Regions from separate parts of the Mus musculus genome. Here region 2 is linked to region 1. Evidence: chromatin contacts called from public targeted proximity ligation data. All regions are on one chromosome and are shown on one strand. The core of a region is the stretch at or near the end of the contact, and the rest is flanking DNA. Distances in the headings are between cores, read along the strand shown.

Region 1 (3,657 bases), core at 1,143-3,642:
AATCTTATATTATTAAAATAAACAAAACCATACCCAACTCTGCATTTTTCACCTACTTTTTTTCTTTTTGCTGTTTTGGTCCAAGCTTTTCTTCCTTGGTCTAAAAAGTTTTCTTTTGTACTACTTGATCAAAGGGAAAACATTTTTCCAATTGCTCAATGTAGGAGGCTTCGGTCTCATTACGAGTTCAATGGAGCAGTTACTTCAAGGATTATTTTAACTAAGCCTCTCTGACGAGTCCCCCGTGAGTCTCAGCTCACCTTCCAGTACAGGAGATCTCTGCGCTCATCTTCTCTCATTCTTACAATAAAGACTTTTTTTTTCAATTTTTTATTAGATATTTTCTTCATTAACATTTCAAATGCCATCCTGAAAGTCCCCTATACCCTTTCCTTCCCCGCCCTGATCCTCTACCCACTCACTCCCACTTCTTGGCCCTGGTGTTCCCCTATACTGGGACATATAAAGTTTGCAATACCAAGGGGCCTCTTTTCCCAATGATGGCTGACTAGGCCATCTTCTGCTACATATGCAGCTAGAGACACGAGCTCTGGGGGTTACTGGTTAGTTCATATTGTTGTTCCACCTATAGGGTTGCAGACCCCTTCAGTTCCTCAATAAACACTTTTTAATTCCTCCAATTTATATTTTCCTTTTTGTAATTTCAAAGATTTCTGTAACATCAATAGCCACCTATACACAGGACTCCCAAGCCTGTGACTTATTCTTTTCTCTCTGAGCTCGTCGAGGCCTTTAGAAACTCCATGCATACATCTCTCTTAGCTATCCCACAGGAAAGTTCAAGACAGAGGCGCTCAACTGCATTCATCATTTATTCTCCGTCCACTCCACCCCCCCACTACTCTCTCTTGAATAACCAGATTGGTTAGCCAGAGCCAGACTTGGGAAGAACTAGGACACACTCCTCCACTCTCAGGCCTCACAATCTATAGGCAGATCTTATCAAATAACCCTTTCAGCTCTGCATTCTTGCTTTCTTACTTTAAATATTCTTGCTTGCTATCTGGCACCCTTTCAAAATCACAGGTTCCCGACCGCCTGCCTGCAGGATGATGCTGGAGTTCTTTAGTATAGTAACAGACAAGCCGGAACAATCGTTTCCAACCTCTATTCACCTATGTTCTTACATTCTACCTAAGGTCACTCACGAAACATTACAAACTGGCTTTCAGGCAGTTCCTTCTTTGGGTAATCGTCTTCCCTCCTTTTCTACTTTAGTATCTTCTTCACAAAGCTCTGATGGTTGGGGATGGACTTAGCCTTTTCAGTCTGTGCCTCCCATGAAATCCTGGGTAGATAAGTTACAGCAGATAACCTCATGCTGAGTACAGTTACCTTTCCTGATCAGGATTCAAATTAGCAATTTTGCTATTAGAATCTATACAGACCGGGGCAAAAAAACAATAGCCATGAGTTTATGTCATCAACAAAGACAGGTAGAAACGCAGCGATGTGTAAATAAAACAAACGAACACCTGATACACAACTGCTTGAAAAAAAAATGGTATTGTTATTAAGGGTCTATAAATTATGCAAGCCTACATTTAAGAAAAAATACCTCGAAAAGATAACTCTAAGATGATAAACAGATAATGATATTTCTGGTAACATTTAGAATCTACTCAACTAGTTGGGGTCGGGGCAAGGAAGAAAGGAGGATTGGACGGGGCAAGAATCTGCAAGGAGGTACAAAAACTGGGAACACGATTTTTAATTTCTTTGGTACACTCTAATCTCCAATCAACAACCATTACCATGTCATCTGCCCATTCTGGAAATCGTGTACACTTTTTAAAATTTGCCACTCTGCTGTAACTGTCGAGTTTTGTGAAGTGCACAGGTCCGTGGTAGATCGAGATTCGCAGATTAACAAACTAGAGACCCGGCCCCTTCGTATCTACTGCCTAGAGCCGACGCCTTCCAAAACCACTGGGTGGATAAAAACATCAGGCCACACGCCTACTACAGCCAACACGGCCAGTCTTCGTGGCCTAGGCAGGGAATGCCTCAGGGTTAGCCTGGCACAGGTTCCCCACCGCCGGGCACAGCCCACCGCCCCGGGCCTGCGGGCCGCTTGCTCCCGCCCAGCGCGGCCTGCCGCCACTCACAAGAAGTTCTCCATGGCGATGCGGACGATTGAGCCCTCGACGAAGGTCCCGGACGGCCGCGGCAGCGTCGGCAACGGGTTCGAGTTCTTTCTCTTGCTCGGGACCTCGGAGGAAGCATCTCTCGGGAGAGACCGCTTGGAAACCTGGGGGTTGGGGGGAGCAGCCTTCCCGCTCGGAGTCGCCATCCTGGCTTCCTCCGCGTCCCGCAGCGGCTTCCGTTCCCGGCGAGCCGCAGCCCAGGAGCCTCCGCGCCCGGCTCCCGCGCTAACTGACCCCGCCTGACCCCGCCCCCGCGGCCCCGATGCGCTTGCGCGGTTCCGCCCCGCAAACCCGAGGCCACGCCCCGACCAACGCTCCCCGGTGGCCTCAGAGGTGCGATGTGTGTGTGTGTGTGTCTGTGTGTGTGTGTGTGTGTGTATGTGTCTCTGTGTGTGTCTCTGTGTGTGTCTCTGTGTGTTTCTCGTGTGTGTGTGTGTGTGTGTGTGTGTGTGTGTGTGTGTGTGTGTGTGTGTGTGTGTGTGTGTGTTACTACTTTGCAACGGTCCCTCCCAGAACTCCAGGCTTCATCTGTCTTATGTTCTACATTGCAGTTTCCTTCCCTGGTGCTCAAATGAACTCCAAAGAAAAGATGCCTGTTGACTGTGCCTGTTGTTGGAAGCATGGCACTAACAACCATCTGATGCTCTCAAGATTGTGAAGAGTGTATTAATTACTTGCCCACTCACACTTCCTAGTCCTTTTATTGTATAATTTATTTATTTTTATTTTATGTGCATTGATGTTTTGCCTGCATGTATGTATGTCTGTGTGAGGGTGTCAGATCTCGGAGTTACAGACAGTGGAACCCAGGTCCTCTAGAATAGCAGTCCGTTCTCTTAACCACTGGGCCATCATGCTATCTCCCAGCACATACATTTATTTATTTATTTGAGACAGACTCTTTATATAGCTCTAGATGGACTACTACTCACTAGAGAGCCCAGGCTGGTCTTGAACTTTTACTACTTCTGCTTCCTTAGTGCAGCCACCAGTTCCAGTGCAGCCACCAGATGGCCTCTCCCTTCAGGGTTTCTTTTTTCTTTTCTTTCTTTCTTTTATTTAATTAAGCATTTCACTTATTTACAACCCAAATGTTGTCTCTCTCCCCCCCCCAGAGTTCTTCCCCCCCCCCCCCATCGCTCCTCCTCTTTGACTCTGAGAGGGTGCCTCTCCCTTGGTATCCCCCCTCCCTGGGGCATCCAGTCTCTGCAGGACTAAGCACATCCTCTTCCACTAAGGCCAGACAAGGCTGCTCTCTGCTACATATGTGCTGGTGGCCTTGGACCAGCCCATGTATGTTCTTTGGTTGGTGGCTTATTCTCTGGGAGCTCCTAGGGGTTCAGGTTAGTTGATATTGTTGGTCTACCTATGGGGTTACCATCCCCTTCGCTTTCTTCAATCCTTCCTTTAAATCTTCCATAGGGGTCCTTTCAGGGTCTTTAAATTCCCTGCTTCTTTAGGAATGGCTCTACCTCCCTGTGCCCATGTT
Region 2 (3,885 bases), core at 771-3,270, 680 kb after region 1:
ATACAGAAGTTGAGCTCTAATCTCAAAGGGAAGAGAGAATTTATTCAAGAGCAGTGGTTCTCAACCTGTGGATAATGACCGTCTCTGGGATTTGAAGGACTTTCACAGGGGTCCCATAGCAGATATCCTGCCTGTCAGATATTTACATTATTATTTTTACATATTTACATATTTATATTCACAACAGTTGCAAAATTACAGTTATGAGGTAGCAATAAAGATAATTTTATGTTTATTAAAGGGTCACAGCCTTAGGAAAGTTGAGAATCACTGCTTTAGAACCAGATGTGAGCTATCATAACCTAGGAATGCAGCTATCAAATGCCAGGATCAATGTGGTAACAGTTTCATGGAGTCTTCATAATTATAGAACAAATGAGAACTATAGATCCACGCACTTTTCAAATGCATGGGCGGAATCTGACGCGTTCCTTAGCATTGGTAGAAAGCGGTGATGTGTTAAATCCTAAAAGGGTTCATGGGACAGTCCCAAGGATCTAGGCCAGACACAGAGATGGGTGCCATAGATTGCTAGTAAGGAAAGCTAAAAAGAACCCCAACATAGTTTGATCTGGGCTCTGTTAACATCTCAGCTCTCCACAAACACAAAGTTGTAATCAGTCAGTCAGCCTGGTAGAGTCTTTTTTTCTGAGAATTTCAGTTAATAATAATAATAATAATAATAATAATAATAATAATAATATATTAATGTCATTTTTTAAATTATGAGAACAAAGATGGACAATCACTTCAAAAGAAAATCACTTGACTCACAATTCTAGAAGATCCGAGCAGCCTCATACCACTGTCCTGTCCAGAGGCCCCTGTGGAAAAGCAGAAAGCGAGCCAGTGGCCTGCAGAAGCGGCCAAGCCCATGGGTGTCCTCGCTTTTTAACCACCTGCTCTAGAAGGAAGTAACTCAACAGCCAATCGCATTCCTCCAAGACTGTCCCCTCCTGGAGGTAGGTGTGCCCTGGCCAGATCACCTTCACTCCGCTGTGGCTCTTTAGTCTCCTCCTCCACCCAGCCATACCGGAGGCCCGCAATACCAGCCCAAAGCTTCCTTACTTCCACTTTGGGGGTCGACTAAATCTAAACCCTGGCAGAGCCTCTTCTCCCATCACATAGAGCAGAGTGCCCCATCGCAGCCTGCTAGGTCGAGTGGAGAGATAGATTTAACACGTACAAACGATGAGTCTCAGCTGGTTCTAGGCCAAGGCATCTGGGCCAGATCCCTATCAAAGTGCTATAGATAGTTTAATCTCTACAACACCTGCAGGAGGCAAAGGCCGCTTCTCCTTTATAGCCCAAGACCCTAAGGTTTAAGAAATCAGTTACTGCCCCAGTGGCCCTGCCTATGCTGGATCCTCCCCCTGCCCGTCACCAGTGTTAAAAACACTCTACCCAGTCACCTCTGAAGAAACAACACAGGCGCTCCTCCGTCTGAGAACTGAGATAAGGATGAGAGCTACAACAGGAATCTGCTTCCTGCTAGTCTTCTTTCCCCCCTCATCCCCCTCTCTCCCTCGTGTGAGATGACACAAGTTCGTTCTCTTGTAAAGGTCACAGACCACTCTTCCTGGCTCACCTGGCCTACCTATGCTATTGACCGGAGTTGCATGAGATACACACACACACACACACACACACACACACACACACACACAGAGGCCCTGGCAGGCTAATCCTACAAAGAGAATCTCCATGGCCCGGGCTGCACCCTCCTCACCAAGAGGCCCAGCCTCGCATTGGCCCTCTCTCTTCCTCGCTGCCAGCTGAGCTATCCTCCACAACACTCACCCTCATCGCTAGGGAAAGGGGCCACCTAAGCTGGGTAGCACCACGTTCTTTAGTGGGGTCTTAAAGACAAAGGAGATACTTCGGTTTCCTTACCCGACAGGGAGAGAAGCAGGAGCTACCTTCCTGATCTCTGTATTTGCTCAAAAGACAAGGCTCCACAACTGGAGGCTCACCAGAGGGAACCTGAATGAGCCTGTTCTGAGCCGCTAGCTTTAGTTGGGCAAGCCCCGCCCCGCATCAAGTCCCGCCCCTGGGAAGCTCCACCCCTTCACCCAGCACTGCCCCCAAGCCACCGCGAGGCTTGCAGAATCGCTAGGTTTACTCTTTTTTTTTTTTTTTTTCCATTTTTTATTAGGTATTTAACTCATTTACATTTCCAATGCTATACCAAAAGTCCCCCATATCCACCCACCCCCACTCCCCTGCCCACCCACTCCCCCTTTTTGGCCCTGGTATTCCCCTGTACTGGGGCATATAAAGTTTGCAAGTCCAATGGGCCTCTCTTTCCAGTGATGGCCGACTAGGCCATCTTTTGATATATATGCAGCTAGAGTCAAGAGCTCCGGGGTACTGGTTAGCTCATAATGTTGTTCCACCTATAGGGTTGCAGATCCCTTTAGCTCCTTGGCTACTTTCTCTAGCTCCTCCATTGGGAGCCCTATGATCCATCCATTAGCTGACTGTGAGCATCCACTTCTGTGTTTGCTGGGCCCCGGCATAGTCTCACAAGAGACAGCTACATCTGCGTCCTTTCAATAAAATCTTGCTAGTGTATGCAATGGTGTCAGCGTTTGGATGCTGATTATGGGGTGGATCCCTGGCTATGGCAGTCTCTACATGGTCCATCCTTTCATCTCAGCTCCAAACTCCGTCTCTGTAACTCCTTCCATGGGTGTTTTGTTCCCAAATCTAAGGAGGGGCATAGTGTCCAGGTTTACTCTTCTAAAAGTCCTACTTTATCTGCTCTTCGGTCACTTGACCTCATTGAGCGCGTTCATCTTGTGAGGCCTGTGTGTCTAGTACTAACAATGTTTGCAGCTGAAAGGGACGTCAAAAAACTGTTAGCGCAGGAGGACCTATTATTAGCATTCTGTCTAAACTCCACCCCACAGTTAACTGGCAATAGCCAGGTATGCGCCTCCCCACAGTTACCTGGCAACAGTCAAGTGGGCCTGACCCACTATCAAAGGGGCTGCTTGCCCCACTCCTCCCTCTCTTGGTCTCTTGCCCTCTTTGTCTCTTGCCTTCTTGCTCCCTCCTCTGTCCCCTCCCCCTCCCCCCTCTCTCCACGTGCTCATGGGGGCCCTCTACTCCTCTACTCTTGCTCTCTGCCTCTGCTGCCCTCTTAACTCTCCTTCCCACGCCCTGAATAAACTCTATTCTATACTATACTCTACTGTCCTGTGACTGGTCCCCCAGGGGGAAGGGATGCCTTGGCATGAGCCCGTTGAGACACCCTGCTTGCCCCATACCTCACCACCACCCCCCCATAGAACAAATCCCCCTTCTCTTTATCTTTTTTTTATAAACACATCACCTATAGGAAGCAAAGTGGTTGGTTAATTTTGTTAATGAACAAGACGTTAAGGCACGCAGAAAACATAACCTTCCTCCAATGTTGAATGCAAATGCACTCCTAGGGTTTCGGTCCCCTGATACGAAGTGATCCCTTCTTTAAAGACTCTGCAGACTGTGTGAGCCCTGAGGGTTAATTGTGTATTTTACATTGGTTACTAAACCTCTCACTTAAAAACAACTAAGGTGGCTGAGGGAGAAGACTTAGCCAATAAGGTGCTTGCCACATAAGCATAATGGACCTGGGTTCTGTCCCTGGCACTAGGTAAAAAGTCTATTTCCAGCATTGGGGATGTGAAGAGAGAGGATCCCTCGGGCTTGTTGGCTAGCAGTCTAGCTGAATCTATGAGCTCTAGGGTCATTGAGGAGCCCTGTCTCAAAAAATAAGCTGCAGAGTAATTGAGGGGAACACTTGCTGATACGACCCCTGGCCTCCACACGTCTCCATGTGTGCATGCCCACCCATACATTTAACACTGGAACACATACAAGCACACGCACACACAGCAG

What was found.
Region 2: a contact with region 1 is called in a targeted proximity ligation map of embryonic stem cells, with 8 times the contacts expected there. A contact is called at or near these places in 6 of 39 promoter capture datasets (the 3T3-L1 cell line, embryonic stem cells, hippocampal neurons and 2 more), 2 of 484 Hi-C or Micro-C datasets (cortical neurons and embryonic stem cells) and 5 of 130 datasets of targeted methods (astrocytes, embryonic forebrain, embryonic stem cells and 1 more).

Annotation. Positions count from the first base shown.
Region 1 is chr19:23,271,505-23,275,161 of GRCm38.p6, forward strand. Smc5 (structural maintenance of chromosomes 5) reads right to left here and starts at 2,393. Exons shown (of 25, transcript NM_001252684.1): 1 at 2,130-2,393. The coding sequence starts at 2,314. It overlaps Gm33950 (a long non-coding RNA gene), which reads left to right and starts at 2,404. Exons shown (of 2, transcript XR_386613.2): 1 at 2,404-2,501; 2 at 2,720-2,855.
Region 2 is chr19:23,954,786-23,958,670 of GRCm38.p6, forward strand. No RefSeq gene overlaps it. Among named protein-coding and RNA genes, the nearest start is that of Gm34076, 39 kb to the left of the region's middle.